Regions from separate parts of the Triticum aestivum genome. Here region 1 is linked to region 2. Evidence: chromatin contacts called from public Hi-C data. All regions are on one chromosome and are shown on one strand. Each heading gives the region's core, a stretch centred on a gene start, on an enhancer-like site or on the middle of the called end of the contact. The rest is flanking DNA. Distances are from core to core; before and after follow the strand shown. Region 1 has its middle 280 kb from the start of LOC123039315. Region 2 holds the start of LOC123041724 (homeobox-leucine zipper protein HOX22).

What was found. Hi-C and Micro-C count contacts between places; a contact is called where the count stands out from the background.
Region 1: a Hi-C map of leaf shows a contact between it and region 2, with 4 times the contacts expected there. The contact joins the enhancer-like site here to the promoter of LOC123041724 in region 2. A contact is called at or near these places in 2 of 5 Hi-C or Micro-C datasets (both in leaf) and 1 of 1 datasets of contacts at active chromatin or transcription factors (leaf).

The regions. Positions count from the first base shown.
Region 1 is chr2B:586,862,447-586,866,509 of IWGSC CS RefSeq v2.1, forward strand. No RefSeq gene overlaps it. Among protein-coding and RNA genes, the nearest start is that of LOC123039315, 280 kb to the right of the region's middle. Within about 2 kb of position 2,310, at least 1 of the 8 cell types and tissues checked has an H3K27ac peak or open chromatin away from gene starts, as enhancers often do. A contact at or near this core is called in leaf, where this site is marked.
Region 2 is chr2B:586,513,446-586,517,441 of IWGSC CS RefSeq v2.1, forward strand. LOC123041724 (homeobox-leucine zipper protein HOX22) reads left to right here and starts at 1,645. Exons shown (of 2, transcript XM_044464295.1): 1 at 1,645-2,211; 2 at 2,307-2,945. The coding sequence starts at 1,768. The coding sequence ends at 2,645.

The DNA of each region.
Region 1 (4,063 bases), core at 1,060-3,559, 350 kb after region 2:
CTGTATACATGTGTTGGTGGGTCGATAGTAGTAGCGTTGGGTTTATACCCCACACTACTACTATGGCATGTCCCGGGGGGCACGATGCGACCACTTCGTAGTAGCGTGGGCCGGTTTATACCCCGCGCTACTACTACGACATATGTCCCGAGGGGCACTGTGGAGAACACTTAGTAGTAGTGTGGGGTACTATCAAGAGTAGCGCCAGGTTTATACCCCGCACTACTATTAAGCATCTATCTATAAGGTATTTCATAGTAGTGGGAACTGTCAGCTGCCTTCGCACCCCTGGCATCGACGCTCGCGCTGCCGCTCGCAAAGATTTGACCGGAGCTATGGCAGATTTGACCGATGTATGTGTTGTTCAGGGTCCTTTGTCGGCACACACACAGGTACCTAGCGGTGGAAATCATCTGCAACAACGACCATGGCAGTGTCGTCGATTGGTGGATGTTTGGTTCTTCCTCTATGATTTGTTGCACGACACCACGCCTTTCAAGGGGCTGGTAACCATGCCACACTGTTCAACATCTTCAGTCAACCGATGCGCTTCCCGACTGCGCCGGGCATGAGCGCCACCGCTAGGGACGTCATCCAACACGCCATTCCTCACGTTGTAGAGCTAGACAACATGGGCATGGGCGCATCAAACTCGCGGCAAAGGCGGAGACCGTTGGCGAGGCAGCGGGGTCAGGGCTGGACGACATACCAGAGTTGCGCAAGCCGGGGTGTTGGTCCAGCTGGGCGCTCTGGAAGGAAGAAAAACAGGAAAAACACTTCCATGTATGGTCTAGTTCATTTGAGGAAGTTTGAGGGTTCGGTTAGATCCGACCACTTTCTTTAACTCCTCGGTTTTGAGGAGTTAAGGTTTAGGAAAGCATTTGAAGAGTTAGAGGATAAGGGGTCCGCTAGAGTAGCCCCTAGGCATCTAAGATCACACCGCTTTATCTAAAACTGCAATTTCAAAAGAATTGGTACAGATTAGCAAAATATTGGTGCATTTTTTATTTTTTTAATATGAACCAAAAGGTTTTAAAGACAATAGACATGAAAATAAGGAGCCTAATAGGGATGGAGCGTGCCCTGCCTAGTGTTCCTAGAGGGAACGATCGTGTGCCTAGGAAGGCTCCTGCAAGCGTTGTTCGTGCCGGGGAGCTCCTTCGGTTGAACAATGCCTTGCGTCCTGCTCATTGAGGACCACCCACCTCTTCCTCCTCCCTTCACAAGGAGATTACCATGTTGCGGCTCGAGAAACTTGTCATATGTTCAGATTTTTGCTATATTGTGTTAAGAGAGAATTGTCGTGCTATCATGAGGACATGGCAAATGCTGCATAGAGAAGAAAAAAATGACATGCTAGAAAAGAGGATTGTCATGATACAACAAAGAAAACTGTCACACGTGTCCAGAAAATTATCATGCTACAGCTTAGCGAATTGTCATGCTACAAGACAGAAAGTGCTGTGGTAAGCGTGAAAAGTTGTGATGCCATGTTTTGAAAAAAAAAAGAGTTGCCATACTATAACATTTATATAATTGTCATGTGTAAATAGTCTCAAACACGGAGAATTTGCCATGTTATAGCAGTGGCAATGTTTAAAAAACTAAAAACACAATGATAACCACTTGTTCATGATTTAAAAAATGTATAAGAATGCAGAAAATTCGTGTTGTTCGTTCCACGAGCGAGTGCTTTCAGATTCGCGTGGGGATCCGACGCACTGAGAGCGTTCCCTCAAAATACGTTCCAGGGAATGTCAGTTTCATATGATTTTCGAAAAATAATCGCCGGGTGAACACACGTGTATTGGCGCCATCTTTCGTGCTTGCAAAATTCTACGCCCTGAGTCGGACATCCCTTTAAATTTGGGGAACTCAGACACCGTTCATTATCATTAGATAACTAACCGCCCCTGATCGTTGAGTTATCAAAGTATGAACGCCCCTGAACCCTGGGTCTCTCGCCTATGATGACCAGGCCAGGCGCACGGCAGGATGATCTGGCGGGAGCGCTTGGGCCGGAGTACACGTCGAGGAAAGAGACGCCATTGCTCCACGAGTAGCGGTCGGCAGGTCGTTGTCGCCTCGTACGTCGCGATTCCATCCATCCACAGGAGCTGAATACGTGCCAAAACTTTCGTCTTTGGAGCCTAGTAGCATGAAAACATCCGACTCGGCACGCACGTCGTCGACCTTCGATCTTTTCCTCCTGTTCGCTGCAAAACATCGTTTGTCACCGTATATACGGGGCTAGACGGGGTTCTCTTTTCTGGAGAAAACGGGGCTAGATAGGGGCCTAGCTGCCTAGGCCCTAGGGGGGGGGGGGGGGGGGGGGCAGGACCGAGAACGTTCTGGGCTGATGGCCCGGAAACGGGTGGTGAATACGGGTCCTCATGGACTGTGTCAAGACAGGAACGTGAAATGATATGTGGGCGGAGAGCGTGTTCGTGAGAACTCTCCGGCGGTCTCCGCGAGCGGATCAGTTCGTCCGTGGACGTGCAGGATGAGGATAGCACAGGTTGGTTTAATATCTCCGGCGAAGAAATACGGGCCAGTGCGTATCGTATGGTCTGTGCATGCCTTTGTTTATGGTGAGAACTGACTAGCTCCGATCGGGACAAGTCGTGATGATTTTATGTTGGAAATGAATTTGGGATAGGGATTATGTACTAGTGAAGCTGACGAAACACAAATATCACTTGGTAAAGTGGGCGGCGGTCTGCAGGCCGAAGAAGTTCGGTGGTTTGGGGATCACGAATTCGAAATTGATGAACATAGTCCTGCTAACCAAGTGGTGGTGGCGACTAGCCCAAAACGAGAAGAGTCTCTAGGCAGACATTCTTCGGGCGAAATACCTTTCCGGACGGCAACCTGTTTAAGGCCAAGGTCAAGGGATCGGCCTTTTGGAATGGCATACAAGCGGTGAGACCTGCCTTCACGGTTGGGGCCCAATTCTCTGTCAACAATGGAGCGTCCACGCGCTTTTGGCTGGACTGCTGGAGGGGACAATCCCCGTTGTGGCAATCACACCCGAAGCTGTATCAGCTGGCCACTGACACAAACATTTTGGTCGTTGAAGCACTTAGAGTGCACCCTCCGCCGATCTCCTTTTTCAGGCCATTGGAGATAGGAGAGGTGGCGGCCTGGAATGCATTAGTTGCTGAGCTCGAGGGGAGGACTCTCAGTCAGGATAATGACAAGATCTCGTGGAGGTTGACGGCCTCTCAGAAATTCTCGGTAAAATCCTTATACGAGAAGCTCACGGAGGGGAATGAGTTGGACATGTCTAGGGGGGCTGTGGAAGGCTGGCATTCCCCTCAAGATTAAGATCTTTATGTGGCAAATGTTCCGTAATCGACTTCCTACATCGGATAATGTGGCCAAGCGCAACGGTCCGGCGAATGGGACATGCACCATCTGTGGGCCGGGGGAGGATGCTAACCACGTCTTCTTCAGATGCGGTCTCGCTAGATTTGCATGGAGTGCGGCCAGAGAGGCTTTTAACCAGAACTGGAATCCGCAAACTAGCAACGACCTTCTTACCATACTAACCGCGCAGAAGGGTACGAATGCTCGGGTGCTGTGGCGATGCGTAGGAGCGATGCTTTGGTCAATTTGGACCATGCGGAACAAAATTACTATTGAACACAAGTTTCCTGCTCACCCCGCTGATACTCTTTTCAAATGTCATTACTTTCTTACAGGCTTGGGCGCCATTGAGGAAACAGCATGACGAGGGACGCATGATCGAGACTATGGAGAAGATCAAGTGGTGCATGACGAGATCAAGATTACCAACGCTGCAAGCTTGATTCTTTTGCATAATACTTATCTAGTTGCGAACTAAACTATGTTATATCTTCGCCCATGTGAACTGCTAGCTTTATCTTTGCCGGGACTGCGAACCCGCTGAACTTATGTTATTCTGGTTGTAAGGTCGAACTGTTCTGGATGCTGCCTTGTGGCTTTATTAATTTAAAGCCAGACGCACCGTGCGTCTACGTTCCAAAAAAACAAAAAAATGTACTAGTCAAGCCATATATGTATTTCTGAAGAATCCCGG
Region 2 (3,996 bases), core at 395-2,894:
CCTCTGGCCCCTCGCCACTCGCGCGGCGCCGCGTGTGCCGCCCCCGCCCGGCGCCCACTCGCGCGCGTACGTGTGGCTGCCTCTGTCCGGCCGGCCGTCGACGTCCGCGGTGGCCCCGCCGCCGCGCGCGCGCCCCATTCTCCTTCTCCTCCTCCTCTCCCTCCTGGTCCCGGCCGGGCTAGCCGGTCGCCTAACCTGTCCGTGTAATAACTGTGCCTTCTACGTACCTTGCACACCTCTCCCTCCTAGCCTGCTACCGCACTCGAGTAAAGTTATCGCCGCGATTAATCACGGTGGTCACCACGGACAGCTACTCAGCTGACCCTGCCCGTGCATAGCACAGCAGCTTGGCACCGCTTGGGCGCCACAGATGGGCGCACACGCGCGCGGCGCGCCGGCTCGATCTCCTCCCTACCCGCGAAAACTTGATCGTACCATTTTCCGTTTCCGCGAGCGTTTGCGTTTTTACCTTTTTTCTCAGAAAAAAAAACTAGCACTGTTGGAATGATCGATACTAGCCTGGTTTTGTTTGTATCGTGCTACTGCGGCTCGAAATGACCTGACCCCCGCCGTTACCGAAGTCGGAAGAACTCCACCAGCGCACTAGCATTCAACAAATAAAGGCAGTTCAGTCGCACCGGGTCACCGCTTTTAACTTACCTGATCTGCTCTAGCACGTTTGGATCGTGGGAGGTCGGGGGCAGCGAATCGCCGGCCTCCGGGTGGAAAACGATCGATCGAGGATAACCTCTGCTCCCCGCACTGACACCCCCAAGTGCTCGCCTATCACGTTCACTTCACCGTATCTATCTATCCTGAGTTACCATGATGTCTCTTCCTGGTAAACGATCGATGGAGTAAACTAGTGGAGCGCACCAGGACAACAGGCGACAAGACCGGCCAACGCGCGCGGCGCGACGCGCTAGCTATAGTGTGCTCTGTGCATCGGCCCGGTCGTTGCAGCCCGGGAACGGGACAAACGCGGCGCGCCACCTCGACGCCCCTTCCGGCGGAAGCCCCCGCACACCTGGCGCCGCGACGGCGACGCGTGCAGCCCCCGACGGAGCTAGGCCCTCTGGGCGCGCACGGCCATTGGTCCTACCTGTTCCTCCTCGGCCCGTCCCCGTCTCCCCGTGGAACACCAAGGCGCACACCTTTCCACCACCCATTGGCCGGCAAGCCCCATGATACACTACTGAGGACTGGGGTACTGCTGATCCTTTCTCGTGCAGCTGATCGATCGATTCGTAGAATCGTAGTACATGAAAATGCGAGAAGTGGACAGACAGAGAAGAAAATAAACGAAAAGAACACGTCCGGTCGACTTAATTTGCAATTCGTAGGCCGGAAGGAAGACTTGAATGAGCAGGAGGAGGAGGAGAAGCAAGATCTTTGCACTCGTGGCCACGTTTCGGGTGCCGATCTCGAGGCTGGAGGATAGACATGGGGGCGCCGTGGTGGGCACAGCTTCTGGCGCCGCTGGATGCGCGACACTTGGCCTGGCGGACGAAAGCGGCTTTGCGCGGTGTCAGGCTGCGTGGGTCCCGCCCGGGAGGTTTCTTTATCCGCCATCGCGAAGACCACATGTTCGCATCTCGCGCAACGCGGACACGTAACGCCGTCCGCCGGTATAAAACCGGCCTCCCGGCGCCGAGAGACAGAGGAAGAGGAACGGACGGCATAGCGTAGGGAGGGGATCCATCCAGATCCAACAGAGCAGAGGAGCGACCGGTCGGAGCAGAGCAGTGGCCCACTGGGTCCGTCGACATGGATTACCACCAGCAACACCAGCAGCAGCACCAGTTCCTGATGCCCCCGCCCGCGTCGCTGCCGGCGCAGCAGCAGCAGCTGTGCGCGCCGATGATGGGCATTGACATGGACATGGACATGGACGAGCAGCTGTGCTTCATGGGGAGGGGCGGCGTGGGGAGGGGGGCGGAGAGGAAGCGGCGGTTCACGGAGGAGCAGATACGGTCACTGGAGTCCATGTTCCACGCGCACCACGCCAAGCTGGAGCCCCGGGAGAAGGCGGAGCTGGCGCGCGAGCTGGGCCTGCAGCCGCGCCAGGTGGCCATCTGGTTCCAGAACAAGCGCGCGCGGTGGCGCTCCAAGCAGCTCGAGCACGACTTCGCCGCCCTCCGCGCCGACTACGACGCCCTCCACTCCCGCGTCGAGTCCCTCAAGCAGGAGAAGCTCGCCCTCGCCGCACAGGTAGCTAATCGCTGCGCACGTATTCTTAATCTCTTCTTCCCTGTACTTACTTGATCCAGCTGCTAACTGGAGTGTACGTACGTACGTGTGTGCAGTTGCACGAGCTGAGCGAGAGGCTGAGGCAGAGGGACGGCGGCAGCGGTGGCGCGGCGACCGCCACCGCCAGCAGCAGCAGCTGCAACGGAGGCGGGCAGGAGCTGGACGACGACAAGAGGAACGTCGTCGCCGGGTGCGTCGACGTCGAGCCCCCCGAGAGCTGCGTGCTCGGCGGGACGACGTGCGCCACGCCGGCGGACGTCTCGGTGTCGGTGGAGTCGGAGTGCGACGACCACCTCCACTACGACGGGGCGGTCTTCCCGGAGTCCTTCTGCGCCACGCCCGAGCTGTGGGAGCCGTGGCCGTGGCCGCCCGTCGAGTGGAACGCGGTGGCTTGAAGCCGTGTAGTGTATACTCCCTCCGTCTCAAAATGTCTTAAGTTTAGTATAAATTTATACTAAAATTAGTACAAACTTGAGACACTTATTTTGAAACGGAAGGAGTACATAATAACCACGTAGGCGGCTTGTGTGTGTAGCTTCACGTACGTGCATGTTGTGCTCGATTTCTCATCTGGTTGGGGTCTTGGGGATACATGTGAGAAGAGGCGAATGGGGACGCGGCAATGTCGGGTGGGTCCGTGTAAGATAGAGGGTGATGCACCTGGATCAAGAGAAGTGACCGAAGTGATAAACCATGGAGGCGACCACCCAGCCAATGGGATCAGTGATTCGGATGCTGCTAAAAATGTTGTTAGTTACTCCCTCCGTTATCAAATACTCCCTCCGTCCGGAAATACTTGTCATCAAAATGAATAAAAGGGGATGTATCTAGATGTATTTTAGTTCTAGATACATCCTTTTTATCCATTTTGATGACAAGTATTTTCGGACGGAGGGAGTAGTATTTGTCTTTCTAGATATTACAACAAATGACTACATACAAAGCAAAATAAACGAATGTACATTCTAAAATATGTTTAAATACATCTGTATGTTGTAACCATTTGAAATGTATAGAGAGACAAATATTTGGGAACGGAGGGAGTAGTAGAGATCGTTGGTAGAGTTTGCATCAGCTGTTCTGTTTGTTGTTGCTCCCACTGTGAATTCAAATGTTGGAGGCAGGATCGATCGTTCAATTGATAGTAATATAAAATACTGCTTCTCAACTTTAGGATCTTGTGTAGAGCATCATCAGTAGGTTCTTGTCTAGGATTCTCCAAACGATCATCATGGTTAGCCGTTTTGCTAGGTGATCTACGGATCTGGATGTAATTTTTATTTCTGGTATTCGTTGTACTGCCATGATTGAAGATGAATAGATTGAAAGTTTTTCCGCAAAAAAAAACTTTTCGCATGTTCAAAAAAAAAAATAACTTTCCGCAGCCTGCTTCTTTTTTTTTTAAAAAAATTAACATTTATTTGCAGGTTAAAAAAACTTAACATTAGCGCCTAAAATTGCACTATTTTAGGGTGTGCAACTTTAGAGAAAAATTGATACAACATGTGGTTTATAGGTTATATATAGTTCAACTTAGAGATAAGTTTGGTTAAAGCCTGATTCAAAACCTAAGAAATGTGACTGATTTAAGCAAAGTTAAGACAACCGATGAAATAATACCCATCGTTTTATATTGAAGTTCAAACTTTCAATGTTTTTTAGTGGTATGCTAACTGTTAATGAATCATCCTGAAAAAACAACATGCTGCAAATATGTTTTCTTTTACTTTTGCTCCTAAAATTTTC